Linked DNA regions of Zea mays: region 1 is linked to region 2. A link is a contact called in public Hi-C data. All regions are on one chromosome and are shown on one strand. Each heading gives the region's core, a stretch centred on a gene start, on an enhancer-like site or on the middle of the called end of the contact. The rest is flanking DNA. Distances are from core to core; before and after follow the strand shown. Region 1 holds the start of LOC100217156. Region 2 holds the start of LOC100217307.

Evidence for each region. Hi-C and Micro-C count contacts between places; a contact is called where the count stands out from the background.
Region 1: a Hi-C map of leaf shows a contact between it and region 2, with 9 times the contacts expected there. The contact joins the promoter of LOC100217156 here to the promoter of LOC100217307 in region 2. A contact is called at or near these places in 12 of 25 Hi-C or Micro-C datasets (bundle sheath, ear, endosperm and 4 more) and 2 of 3 datasets of contacts at active chromatin or transcription factors (leaf and seedling).

Annotation. Positions count from the first base shown.
Region 1 is chr1:232,287,738-232,294,684 of Zm-B73-REFERENCE-NAM-5.0, reverse strand. LOC100217156 reads left to right here and starts at 4,618. Exons shown (of 6, transcript NM_001143521.1): 1 at 4,618-5,000; 2 at 5,123-5,195. It overlaps LOC111590561 (a long non-coding RNA gene), which reads right to left and starts at 4,994. Exons shown (of 2, transcript XR_002749683.2): 1 at 3,794-4,994; 2 at 3,425-3,670. LOC100275630 reads left to right here and starts at 131. Exons shown (of 5, transcript NM_001149677.2): 1 at 131-404; 2 at 565-1,964; 3 at 2,144-2,371; 4 at 2,490-2,609; 5 at 2,693-2,921. The coding sequence starts at 810. The coding sequence ends at 2,743.
Region 2 is chr1:232,149,754-232,156,676 of Zm-B73-REFERENCE-NAM-5.0, reverse strand. It overlaps LOC100217307, which reads left to right and starts at 3,546. Exons shown (of 9, transcript NM_001143654.1): 1 at 3,546-3,869; 2 at 4,007-4,154; 3 at 4,290-4,336; 4 at 4,840-4,894; 5 at 4,992-5,033; 6 at 5,155-5,329. The coding sequence starts at 3,793.

The sequences.
Region 1 (6,947 bases), core at 3,369-5,868, 140 kb before region 2:
TTCTAATAAGTTTGATCAATTTTTTTGCTCGCCGGCGACAACCCTCCCTTCATCGAACGTCTGGTCCGAATATTCTTCTTCGTTCTCGCGTTTATCTGTGCAGCCCTGCCTTTCTTCTCCCGTTCCCCGCGGCCTGCGCGCGCGTTCTCTCCCTCACCTCCGCCCCTTTCTCTCTCTCTCTCGCTCTCGCTCCGGGCGACGGCTGGGCGACCGCCGCTTTATCCGTGCGGCCCTTCCTTTTGTTCTCCCGTCCCCCCAACCCCCCTTCGAGCTCTATCTGTCTCTTCCTCTCGAGGCGACGCCTGGGCTACCGCGCCGCTACTGCGGCCTCCCGCGACAGGTGCCTAGTCTCCATCAGGTGCCATGTCTTCTTCGGGCTCTTCACCGGCGACGTGCACTGCCAGGTACGCTCCTCCCCCTTCCCCCTCCACCCCTCCTCTTCAATTTTCTGTGCGAAACCGAGCAGCCAAACCCTAAACTACGCTATTTGTATTCGGATCTGGTCTAATTACGCGTGCTTACATGTATTATGTCTACTAACCTCGATTGTTTTTGAATTATCAGCTCTGCATGTATACACCCAAGTCCTTTACTGGGTCCGCCGCCGCCCCTATGTACTTCGTTAGGTTTAGTATGTTGTTAAGTTTGTAATTCTAGGGTCTGGAGGGAAGCATAGATCTCAAGAGGGGTGAAATTTGGTGGTAATTTCCTGAGAATTTCAAGGAGACAAGGGCGTGGAGGTTGTTTCTGGAGGGATCTGTGAGCACAGCAGCAGAAATTTGAGGTTGGTGGTAGCCTGTTGATCCACGATGGTGGGTAAGGAGCTGGTGGTGCAAAGGAATGGCCCTGTTGACATACGTGAGATTGCTGCAAAGGCCACGCTTCGGGAGGTGCGGCAGAGCGGGCACACCTACGTCGAACTACGGCGTGTCGGGAAGCGTGTCATCTTCTTCTGCACCATCTGCCTCACCGAGTGCTTCAGCGACAATGTGCTGTTTGACCACCTCAAGGGAAACCTGCATTCACGGCGGTATTCTGAGGCCAAGGTTACGCTGTTTGGGCCCATGCCATGGCCGTTTAATGATGGTGTGCTCTTCTTCAACAACTCACGCGAGAAGGATCCGCTCCTGCTGGACTCAAGCTCACAGAGCACCAGAGAGCTTGCCCTGGTTCCAGAGCCTGAGGTTTCAGGGAATGATACTGAGGTGACATCAAGGCTGAGAGATGGTTCAACCTCCTCTAATGGTGTGAAAGGTGCACGCTATGGTGCAAAAGGCCGTGCTAATGGTAGAACTGCTGCTGTATCTGAAGATCACATGCTTTCAAACCATGGAACTGATGGTCCTGTTGTTATTCCTGGTGTATTGCTAAAGGATGTTGTTTCAGATTTGCCTGTGCATCTTTTGGGCTATGGGAATATTTCATACAGGATCTGTGAAGCTAGCAAGAACTGCAGGAAGATAAGCAAGATCTGGTGTGCTTGGGTAGGACAAGGCTCCCATGGTTTTGAGAGTTGTAACACTTATGAGCAATCTGGATTTGCCATAGTCAACTTCTCTTATACCTATGATTTAGGCAGGAAGTGGTCTTCTGAGGAACAAGACCTGTCTGTCTCTGCTGGATCTTTCTTTGTAATTGATGATGCTGGACACCGTGGAAAGCGAATGAGAAAATCATTCTCTGATCAAGAAGCATCTTCAGAAGAGTCAAACGGTCAGAACAGCTCTTTACAGGGCAGTAGGCAAGCTATTGTGACTTGTTCACCGGTAGGTACCTCAAATGATCTTCAAGTTGGTCTCTTATCAAGCAAGGCAGCAAGGAGAGAGTTGAGGAAGCAGAAGCGAATAGCAGCTGAGAAAGTGTGTGATCTTTGCGGCAGACCAATGCTCTCTGGAAAGGATGTTGCCACCTTGCTGAACTGCAATACAGGAAAACTAGCTTGCAGCAGTAGAAATTCAAGTGGGGTGAGCATCTTTGAGCATTCTTTGCTACTGTATTCCTGTTTCATAATAATTGCTCTTATAGATTAGAGAGCATGGACCTGTTTACCTTTTTGTACATTTTTTACCTGAAAACATAGCAGTTATGTTTCCACCAAATTCCAAATGTTCTGTAATGACTTCTCTACACTTGATTTATGCAGGCTTACCATCTATTTCACACTTCCTGCCTTTTACACTGGACTATTCTGTGCCAATACGAGATGCTGAACGATGAAATAGCTAGGAAGGGGAAGAGCAACCGAGGAAGGAAGGCAAAGAATGCACCTAAGAGAAGCAAAATAACGTCCATAGTTTGCCCAGAATGTCAGGGTACTGGAATTCACGTCAACGGAGATGAACTTGAGAAGCCAAGCATTTCTTTATCAGAGGTCTGGAGCACATATTCACTCTTCTGCTGTCAGTCCCTGATTTTTCATTCAGGCAACTTCTTGCAAATTACTTCTATAGCAGCCTTGCACCTGAATTGGTTGGATATGGCACTTGCAGATGTTTCGCTTCAAGATGAAAGCAATCGAAGCTCACAAAGCATGGCTGAAGAGACCTGAAGTGCTTGAAAACTGTTCCACTGGGCTTCATTTCCCCTCAGAACATGTGGAGAACCCTGAGGTGGAATCAGAGGCACACTGTTCGCAATGTTCTGTTAACACAGGTATAAATCCACTCACACCAGTCTCCATTTCCCTTTGCAGGAGAAGGTGATGCCACTCAAGTCACTTCCCTTCTATGCCGCTGATGGGTAGAAAGATAGTTGATGGCAGCTACTGGAGGATGCTGCAGTTGTTGATGTAAATAAGCTCGCTTGACAGTTGTGGAACAGTGTTGTTAGATGCTCACCTACGTGCATTATCTCAGTTAACCTGTGTCCGCCAGATGATAACTAAGACATTTAAACTGGCAACTGGCTGAACTATTGTTTTTCGCTGGATTCACTAAACATGTACGCAGTCCATTTCGTTGGGTTGGGTTTGCTGCTTACAACTTCCAGTTTCATTGTTTCTGATTACTAATGCCACGCTTCTGGATGTGCCCGCCGTCCAGACGTCTTGCGCTACGTGGTTTGCTATTATTTTGAAACCGTAGTTGCGCCAACCGTAGTATGTTAAACACATTCATGTCCTTTCCGTGTGTGGTTTGTTATACCGTAAATGTAAAATGTTTGAGCATTTTCAACAATGTCTTATTTTCAAATTGAACTCAAATTGAAATATAGAGCTGGAGATAGAAAAACTACTTTAATAATATCTTATTTTCTAAAATTTGTTAAAATTATAGAACATCCTATCAAGTGCATTAGATATACTGCTATTCTATAACCTAGATTTGAAGAATATTTTATTAGTGTCTTAAACTATACAAAATTTACTATTTTCAAATTTTAAAATTACAGGGTATTTTTATAGGTCACACTGGAGATGATTATGTAACTTAAAGCAAAACTTACCGTATCGAAAGCAGACATTATTTCGTACACATACAACACCGTGATAGATGCCCGGCCATATTCACTAGCAGTACCCCCAACAGCATTGGAATGGAATCTCATTTTTGTACTAACACCTAACCAAATCAAATCTTGTTACCACTAATGCCTTTCATATTCTAAAGCTCTTAGCGGAACCTTACGGTTGACGGAATAATCTCCTCCTTTACTTCGTTGCTGAAACATCCTGCCCGTAAGTTACGATTGCATTTGGTGAAAACTAAACTGTACGCAAAATTCAATCCAGAGGAGAAAAAGCACACGGCGAGAAATACGGAAAAGAAAGAGAAAAAAGAGAGAAGTTGCGCACTTGGATCTCAGCAAGATATTTGTGTCGTCAGGAAGCCTTCGTAACGAGGGCCTAACACTTGCATCAGGAAGATAACGCAGTACTTCTTGAACAGCATCATCGATCCGTGTTATCCAGCAACGACCCACGAAGAGCAAGAAAGAACCGAACCAAAATCGCAACGAAATATACGGCACCGAAGAAACAGATCGGAATACCTTCCGAGCCAGTATCAGGCACGACAAACACACACATAGACGGATCTGAAGGAGCAGGAAGACCTCAAACGGGGGAGGATGACATGGGAACCACAGGCAGATGGTGTGAGGAGGCAGTGATGTGGCGACTAGGGTTTGCGCCGGCCCAACGATGGCACTCACTAGCTTCCTCGACCCCTCCGTTTTATAGGTCCTTCGACCCGGCAGCGGAGCGCCCAGACGGCGGCTAGACCCCACCGCCGCCCAGCGCACGACGCCACTTTTTGGCCAGGCCGGCGCCGTCACCAGACCACACGTCTACCCAAAAATGCGCCCGACAGAGCGGGCCACAACCATACAGAATCACAGTCACAGGGCGGTTCGACCCGCACAAAGCCCAGCAAGAAATAGGCCAAGTTTGTTGAGTTGTTGTGCCGATCCCGCCGCCCACCCGGCCTCCGTCCGCCGGCCCGTCGCTTTCCCACGCGCCCCCTTCTGGAATGTTCAGTCGCCGTCGCCCGTCGCGCCGCACGGGTCCGAACTCCCAGAAAAGCCGAGGAGGCAGCCTCGTTGTGCTCCTGCTGCTGCTCCGCCCTTCCGACCGATTGAGGCGGCGCAAAGCAAAGGAAAACCCCAGGCCGCAACCCTCGCAAACACTCGAGTCCTCGTCTCTTCCGCACCCTCCTCTTCAACTCCAGCCGCCTTCACCGCCAATCAGGATCAGGACCACCAATGGGCCATGACACTTGGAAATCCTATGCTTGGGCCATGACCACCAATGGGCCTTCGCCGAGCATCGAGAAGCCTCCGCGCCCGCCGCACGCCGGAGGAAAGGAAGTCCCCCCATCCCCAAATTCCCAAAGCCAACACCGCCGAGAAGGACAGAGACTGGAAGCGCAAGAGCAGGCGCCGCGCGTGCCGGCGATGGAGAGGGACGTCGTGCTCTCCGCACCCGAGGCCGCTGGGTCCTCGTCCTCCCCCGCCTCCTCGTCGTACTCCTCCTTCGCCGAGACCAGGGTCATCTGCCGCGTGTAAGGCTTGGCTCTGACATACGGCTTCTCCTCTCCTGCTGGCGCAAAGCATCGGGCCCTAGCGGATCTTGGTTCCTACCTGCTCGTGCTAATGCGTTATTCTATGCGCCGCTTGCTTGCAGGTGTCAGAAGCAGTTCGCGCAGTACACTTGCCCCCGCTGCAACGCCCGGTACTGCTCACTCTCGTGCTACAAGGTGCGGCCTCCTCTCGCTTCGTGTGTGTGTGATCTCGTTGCGCGCTCGTCCTGTCTTAGGGCTTGTAGAATACCGTTCGGGTATTTCATTCACTTTGTTACTCTCATGCCCGGGCTGCCCTCTGCTGACGCCCACAAGGTGTTTGCCGAATCGCTCACTGACTTTTGAAGCTTTTGGACAAGAAATCCTCTGATTCCTGCTCAAAATGTGTAATTATCCATGATATAAACTACGACTTACCTCTGAATCATACAAACCACATGCCAATTGTTCACTTTGGCCTCTATATTTGGTGATCTGCGTGGAATAATGCATTTTGTTTTGCTGTGCTGGGTTTAACAAATATACATTTAGATTAAAGGAGCAATCCAAAAAAGTTCAAAGAAATTTATATGTCATAGTTTCCATGTTCTCCCCTTTAGTGAATCTCTCCTAATAGTTTAATAGTTGGGTTCTTTGCTGACCTAACCCAGCATAATTTGAATCAGCTGACATCTGAAGTGACAGTAAGTTGTAAAAATTCGTCAAAGCTAGACTCTAGGTAACATGATTTTTTTTACTTATATGCTGTAATTCACCTCTAGTTGCTGGTCTGAGAGGATCAGTATGTCTGTATGACACTTTCAATCAGTTCTTGAAAGAAACTGCTTGTTTATTCATGCACGAAACAAGCTTCTGGAAGTAAACTGCTTTGTGTTGGAAACCCTAACCCTAACCAGGGTTGGGAGATGTATTTATAATAGGAGTACTTGGGCCTAAGCCCATTACACAATCAGAACCCATCACATTAGGCATTACAACTCTAACACCCCGTAGTCGAAACTCTAGCCACAACAGATGTTGAGATTGGACCAAAACTCCTAAAACACTGACGTAGGGAGGCCCTTGGTGAAGATGTCGGTGATCTGAGAAGTCGTGGAGACATGACATGAAGAACACGCACATCCCCAACGACGACACACTTGCGGACAAACTGGAGGTCAAGCTCGACATGCTTCGTGCGTTGGTGCTGTACGAGCTTGGTGGAGAGGTACGTGGCGCTGGCGTTGTCGCAGTAGACAAGAGTACTGCACATTAGCGGACTTTGCAGCTCCTGAAGTAGCTGACAAAGCCATGTTGCCTTGGCTATGCCGTTAGCCACAACACGGTACTCGGCCTCGGCGTTGGAGCGGGAGACGACTGGCTGCCTCTTCAACGACCACGAGACAAGACTGTCGCCGAGGAACATGGTGAAACTGGAGGTGGATCGACGTGTGTCAGGATAGCCGGCCCGGTCGGCGTCGATGTAGATGGCGAGGTCGTTGGTCGCAGATCATCGAAGGAGCCCGAAGTCGGAAGTGCCTTGGAGGTACCGCAGGATCCGCTTCATAGCAGTGAGATGTGGCTCCTGCGGGGCGTGCATATGGTGGCACACATGTTGGACGACGTATGCGATGTCGGGCCGGATGAAGATGAGGTACTGCAGTGCCCCAACAAGACTCTGGTAGCTGGTGGGATCAGCCACCGGGGGCCGTCGTTGGAGGAGGCCTTGCCCTGAGTGTCCACCGGAGTCGTGCAAGGCTTACAGTCAGCCATGCTAGCGCGATCGAGGATGTCGACGATGTACTGGTGCTGGTGGAGAAACAAGCCCTGGGACCGGCTCTCCATGGTGATCCCCAGGAAGTGGTGCAACTCACTCAGGTCCTTCATCGCGAACTCCTGCTAGAGGGAGGAGATGATACGCCACAGGAGTTCGTGCGAGGAGGCCGTGGG
Region 2 (6,923 bases), core at 2,297-4,796:
CAGACAGTCCGGTGTACCCAGACTGAGCAGAGTCTTGGCTGCTCGAGCCAAGTCTTTTCCAATTGTCTTTTCTCTGATTCTAGCACTTAGACAAATATGTTAGTACACAAAAACTAATGTACTAAGTATAGAATCATACCTTTGTATTGATTTGCACTTTGTCCACCCTTTGGCATATACTCATTCCCTTAATGTGTGTTGGGCACTTAATCACCAAAAACTTATAGAAATGGCCCAAGGGCACATTTCCCTTTCAGTCCTGTGTTTGGAGAATTTCTCTTCCTCCGTTTATTTTGCCCTTTTGGCCTCCACAGCCTTTTCACCCTCATTGTTTTTTGGGAATAATATCTTGCTTTGGAGAGTTGTCCTTGGCTTCGACCTTTTCTGGTACCACTAATGGTGCGGCCATGGGCATCTCTTTAGCTTCCGTTGTTGGCGTGATCGCCATGCAAACATCAATTTCTTTGGCCACCACCATTGTTGTGGTGGCTGTCTTATCTCCCAAAGCCTTAGAAGTAGCTTCTGCTTCAGTAGTCTCCTCATGTGTATCCTCGTAAAGAAAGGCATTCATCATAGGATTTATATGTCTATCTTTCCTTAGGGTTTTTGCTCCAGGTGTCGGAGTCAAGGCTTTTCTTTGGCTTTGCTTCAATTTTGGCCAAAGAAGTTTCATCAAAGTATAGACAATTCAATAACTTCTTTAGTCTCAAAATTTTCCTATAAAAATGTGAACAAGCCATCAAAGAAAGGTATCGTATGACAAATTCTAAGCATTAGTAAAAGTCGAGCAAAATGTCATTATGTGCCCTCGATATTTCTCAAGTCCTAATAGTTAGCCTCAGCTCGACATCTGCTGCTCTTTCTTCAAAATTAACTTTCTTCCTAGCATGTTCACCTTCCTCTGTAGCAAAGATTTTGCGATGTTTGGTCATCATCTTAATTTTTTCTGCTTCCTTTTATTTCCCCCACCTAGTGTTAGCTCGGGTAGTCAAGGTAAACAAACCGATGGTGTCGAACACGCGGTTCAACCATCATTTCTCCGAGGGCAGCGGGAAAAACATCGTCTCCTTTCTTATTGAAATCCAAGGATTTCATTGCATTTATCCTCGATAGCTTTCAACCATTTGTCGCATGGCTCCCAAACTATTTTTTGAACTTATACGTATATTTCAACCTAACAAGACTTGCCTCTTGCTTCATCGTGCTACCTTCCTTCGGCTCTAACGTCGCCCACTGAAAGGGAAATAGGCCTAAAAACCATTTCCACTATTTTTTGGTAATTGACGACCATCACAACCAATTTAGCTAACTAGTTTAGCAAGTTATGATCTCAGGAACTCAGAAAATACTTCAAGAAAGATTAACCATCAAAACAGCGCTTCGTGGGTTGTCTGAGGTTCTAAAGCGGACTGTCCGGAATTACATAGATTATTCTGGACATGAGCTATTTTTAGAAAATTCACATGTGCTCGGACCGTCTGAGCCCTTTCGGCGGACTGTCTGTGACACCTCGATGGACTTCGGAGAGATACTATGCCAAATGCACTTTTCTACTACGGACTATCCGAAGGAAAGAATAGTACCGTCTGAAGTCATGTGAAAACTGTCCGGCCTCAGGAGGGAACCATCCGATCGTTGAAAGACAGAACAACCCGAAGGTGTCTGGTTCGGTAAAATGAATTATAACGCACACGCGGACCATTTGGAGGCACGACCGGGTCGTCCACGTCAGACTTTATCTGACATTCGACGAGACATTTAATGTGATTTTAGCCATTATAACTGACCGTTGCAAAATCCAATCGTTGATGTGCAGGGGCGAACCGTCCGAACCAGGAGCGCGGACCAACCACACGTGGCAGAACAAGGGCAACAACTAGGAAAAGGTTGGTGGCTATAAATACAACCCCAACCACCTCCATTCAACTCATCCAAACTTCCATAACTCTCATTCATTGCAAGAGCAACTCTTCACTTCAAGCACACTCAAAAGTCTCAAAACTCCTCCAAGTGCCATAATTGTGATTTGTAATCTTTAGTGATTAGCGCTTTATAGAGACACTATAAAGAGTGTGACCTTGTGTTTTATTGTTGCTCTTGTTGCTTGGTTTCTTGATCGTGCTTTCTTCCTCTTCTTCTAAATTCTCATTGACTTGTAAAGGTATCAAGAGACACCTAATTATGTGGTGGTCCTTGCGGGGTCTAAGTGACCCTCGAGATTAAGAAGAAGCACTAAACCGGTCTAAGTGACCGTTTGAGAGAGGAAAAAGGTTGAAAAAGACCCGACCTACGTGGCCTCCTCAATGGAGAGTAGGTTCTTCGGAACTGAAGCTCGGGAAACAAATCACCTGTGTCTTTATGTTAATCTTGCATTGTGATTTGATTCTTCCTCTCCCATCTCTCTGAGTTCTCTTGCTTGTGATCATTTTGAGTTAACTCCCAAAGTTATGCGAATTGATTGATCAATCCATGGCAGTAGAACTATCTTCTGCACTCTAATTTCGTCATTACTCGTTCTAACGCTAACCTTGGGTGAAGTTTATGTTCAAAGTTTGTAATTTTCAAGTTTCGTCTATTCACCCCCTCTCTAGACAACTTTCACCCACTCAGTCCTCAGCGTCCAGATATTCAAAGCTAAATGCTCTTGAACCCGATCTCGTGTTCCGATGTATAGGTGCAAACAATATTAAAGACAGTCATACTCATATAACAAGTCGACCTCTTAAATCCAAAATTGGGCTTGATAAGCATTTGAATTATGCCCTTGATATGTTCACCGCTTTTAAAATTATTTTTCATGTAAAACCACTTCTTTACCCACAAATTAGTCCATTTGCTACGGTATGACAGGGTTAGGAACTTGCCTTCCTTTCAATAATCAAAGATGTTGTGTAGACGCTCTTTCTCACGTTTTTGTTTGGTAATGAAGCTAATAGATTTAGCAAAAGCATTATGTACTCTTTCCGTTTCGTTTTAGTTGTCGCTGGATAGTACAAAATGGAACTATCCAGCGATAACTAAAAAGAAAGGAGGGAGTATCTGGTTTTATGACTTGGTTTGTACACGCCTGATAAAAACGCTAAATCTCGTTATTATATTGGGAACATGTCCTAATAGATAAATTCCCGCGGAGTTCAGGTCTCGTTGCCATGACCGGCACACAGCGCATGCCGCACGCTGCCCCCGCTCCGCTGTGGCTTTCATGGCCGTGGCCTTGGTTGACTAATCCAAGATCCCGAAAACAGCAGCAGGGAAAACACAGCGGCGCCCCGGCCCCGCAATCAAACAAGCAGCCCGCCACATCTTTGTCCGGGGTCCGGACTCCGGGTCCGGGAGCTGATCAGCGGCAGGGAACCGACGCGGACGATGAGACAGCAAAGCGTGGGCCCCGCTCGGATCTCGACGGATGACGTCACCCGCACCCGTGGCCTCTAGGCTGGTGCCACCTGTCCACCGGATAAGGTCCGCCCGGGCTCCCATCCCCTCTCGCCTCCCGTCCCCTCCGTCGAACCAAAGCTCGCGAGCCGCAAAGCCGCGGCGACAACCACTTGTTTAAGCCGCGACCTGCGTCCCAGCATCAGTCAGTGCATCAGCATTCATCGCCCCCTGCCTCCCCTTCCATTCGCCCTCCTCCCACTCCACCAGCTCCTGCCTGCCTATAAACCCAGGGCCGCCCTTTGACTCTCCTTCCCTGTCCAGTGGCGGGGCCGCTTCCCTTGCGTTCGCGGAGAGTCTGTCTGTCTGTCTAGCTAGCTAGCTAGCTGCCGAGAGCGTGAGGAGGAAGGGGGATCCATGGCGGCGGAGAACGAGGAGAAGGAGACGGCCTGCGCGGGGTACAAGCACGGGCCGCCATGGGTGTTCAAAGGCAGGCAAGGCCCGCAGCTCTCCTTTCCTTTTTTTTCTTTTCTTCTTTCCCCCCACCTGTTCGATCGAGCCAGTGCGTGATGGATGATGGGTGATGGTCTCTCGCCGCCGCGCTCTCCTTCCTCCTCCTGCTGCACTGCAGCGCATTGTACCAGCTGCATTTGGTGAAGGCGTCGACGGCGCGGGCCTTCGTGCCGCGGGACCTCCGCCTGGTTGAGGCCTTCGGCTACACGCTCGGCGGCATGTTCCTGGCGCGCTACCACGACAGCCCTGCCGGCGAATTCGACGAGGTATACTGCCTGCGCGCACCGCGCCTGCCGCCGCCATTGGCTGCTGCTGCGGGTTCTATCTAATGTTCCTGCAAGATTCGGTTCGACGACCCGGCCGACCCACCGACCGACACCCTTTTTTTTTGGCGCCTGCAGCTCGTGGTGATCGCCGGCATTGTGTGGAACCCGCCGACCTCCTGCGCGTGAGTTCGCCTTCGCTCCGCTTCATGCCTGCATTGCATTCGCATCTTCTGTGGCCTAGTTTAATCCCTTGTAGGCTTCTTCGCCGCTTTCTCCTGCCTGATTGGCCTCGATCAGGGACCCCCCAACAGAAAAGAACAGGGGCAACTTGCAGTATGCGAAGGGGAAAGAAAAAAAACGAAAACCCTCGTGCTTGCGCCAGCCGGCCATAAACAAGCGCCTTATCCCCCATATGATTGTACTTGGCAGCACGGACTGTGCCTTGCTTCTTTCAATTATTCGTAGGCTGGGGAGGGGTGTCCGGGTGCGCTGCACTTGCTCCGCGTGGCCAACTTGCTGCCCTGCGCAGCTCAGCTACAGCCTACAGCCGCCCGTGGTTTCCTACTTTCCTCCGTCTTCGAAATGCAGCAGTTGGATGGAACTCTGAATAGTGGTGACTTGCTTGACTGAGCTTTTTTTCAGTTCTTGCTGCTTCTGATCTACTACTGTATGAGCTTGTTTTCAGGTGGGCTGCCAGGGTGCTGGTGAACAGCGTCGAAGCCTGCCGGCACGGCCGCAAGGTTACTTTGACCACCGGAACTCCTCTGTGTCACGTTTCTTGTCCTGCTGTTTCCCTTTCCCTGAACTGAACTGGAGCCGTCGTCCCGATCTCTGCAGGAGGTAGGACTGCCAAGCCATGTCGCCACATTCTCGTCAAAGGTACCGAGATACCAAAGCCGTTGCTACTTGCTACATTCCGAACGCTTGTGGCAGCTGATTAGGACTGCAAAATGTCGCTGTCGTGAGACTTGTAACCTGTCTGTGTCACATGATGAGACAGAACGAGGCTGCTTCGCTTGGGGATAGACCGTTGGCTAGACCAAACAGCTTCCTCAACATGCTGGGGATCGGGTCGACAGCCTTCGAGCAAGGGAATGGCCGCGAGATTGAGGTTTCAGAGTCCAAGGGCGGCTCGTCTACTCGGCATCTGTGCAACATCAGCCTGCCATTTACCGGTAACAGTCTTCTTATCCATTTAGGTACTGTTTGTTTACCCTCTATATCATATATAATCGAGCTTAAATAAGTTAAGCGTGCAAACAAACAACATAGATTATTGAAGTAGATTATATAATCTAGTTACCTAGATTTATAGGTGGTAATAGATCACGATCCAAATATTATTTTTTTTCCACATTATATTTGATCCCTTACTTAATTTTAGTCTAAAAATAAATAGAAATAGATCCCGATCTGATCCTTAAATTTTGTAGTATAAAATTTAAAGCTCATTACCACCTCTACCTAGATTGTGATAAATCCATAAGCAGATCAGTAGATGGTTATTTTAAATTAATTGTTTGCGTTTTACCTGCTAATAATTTGCGTAAATAAACATCTCTAATAGGATTATGAATTATATAATCTATATAAAATAAGTTGGATTATACAATCCAGCGAGGAAACAAACATGCCCTTAATCTATCGAAACCACGTTGATACGGTTATACAGTAATTGCTAGGCTCAAATGTTGTGCTTGTTTCCTTATCCTTTTGAGCTACGTTTCCCTGAACTTTTTTTTCGGCTATATTACTGAACGTGGACTCTTCAAAATAACATTTTTGAACATGCAAAATGCACTGTTCTTTTTTTAACCAGAACTAGTGCCCAGTAAGATGACTTATCATCAGAAAACGTGAACCAAAACAGTATAAATGGGTATACATTTTAGTGTAAATCATCGATCTATTTCATAACGAAAACACGTATGGAAATAAAAAAAATCTGATTTCAATGCTTTATTTCCTCTATAAATATAAGATCTCTCCAACATCCATGCATTAAGGCTCATTATAACCAGTTTATGATATATACTGATACTAGTTATACAACACGGTGAAGTTATTTATGTCCTACGGTGGACTGCGTAAAAAATCGGTTTTGTACTGCATGTGCTCAAATTTAGGATGGCAATAATGTGAGCTGAAAAGAAAATGGATCAGCATATGCGAGATTTATGGAATTGTGGCAAATGACCTCATTTCTTATAGCGGTTATTTTTTCTTTCTAAATTTCTATTTTATTGCGTTAATGTGTGGGTCGTAAATATATCTTATACATATGGCATAAATGGTAGGAATCCAATACACACTAGATTAATGAACGAGTTAATGCATAAAACAATAAATCGTTTGCGTAAAATATGAATAGAAATATCATAAACAGACTAATAGATGGAAGCGGAGCCATGAACTGAAATATAGGTCGTAAAATTCTATTGACATTGGTATAAATATGTATACAAAATAGCATAAAAATATGATCACCGGCCTGCGGAACCGACGCCTTGCATCTGGGATGCGCCACCACTTCGTGCCTAGGGGAGGATGCCGTCGTCGCTTGCGCCTAGGGAAATCCGCCATCGCTGCTCCCACCTTGGATGGCATCGCAGTTGTATGCGCTCAGGAGTCGACCCTCGCGCGCATGAATCCCGAGATCCGTTGCACCAACCGCTCCCACCTCGTCGTCATGCATGCCTTAGGGGTGTCATTGTTGCTCACATGCCCCTGAGATCCACCGTCGCGCCGCCGCAACCGCTCCCACGTCAT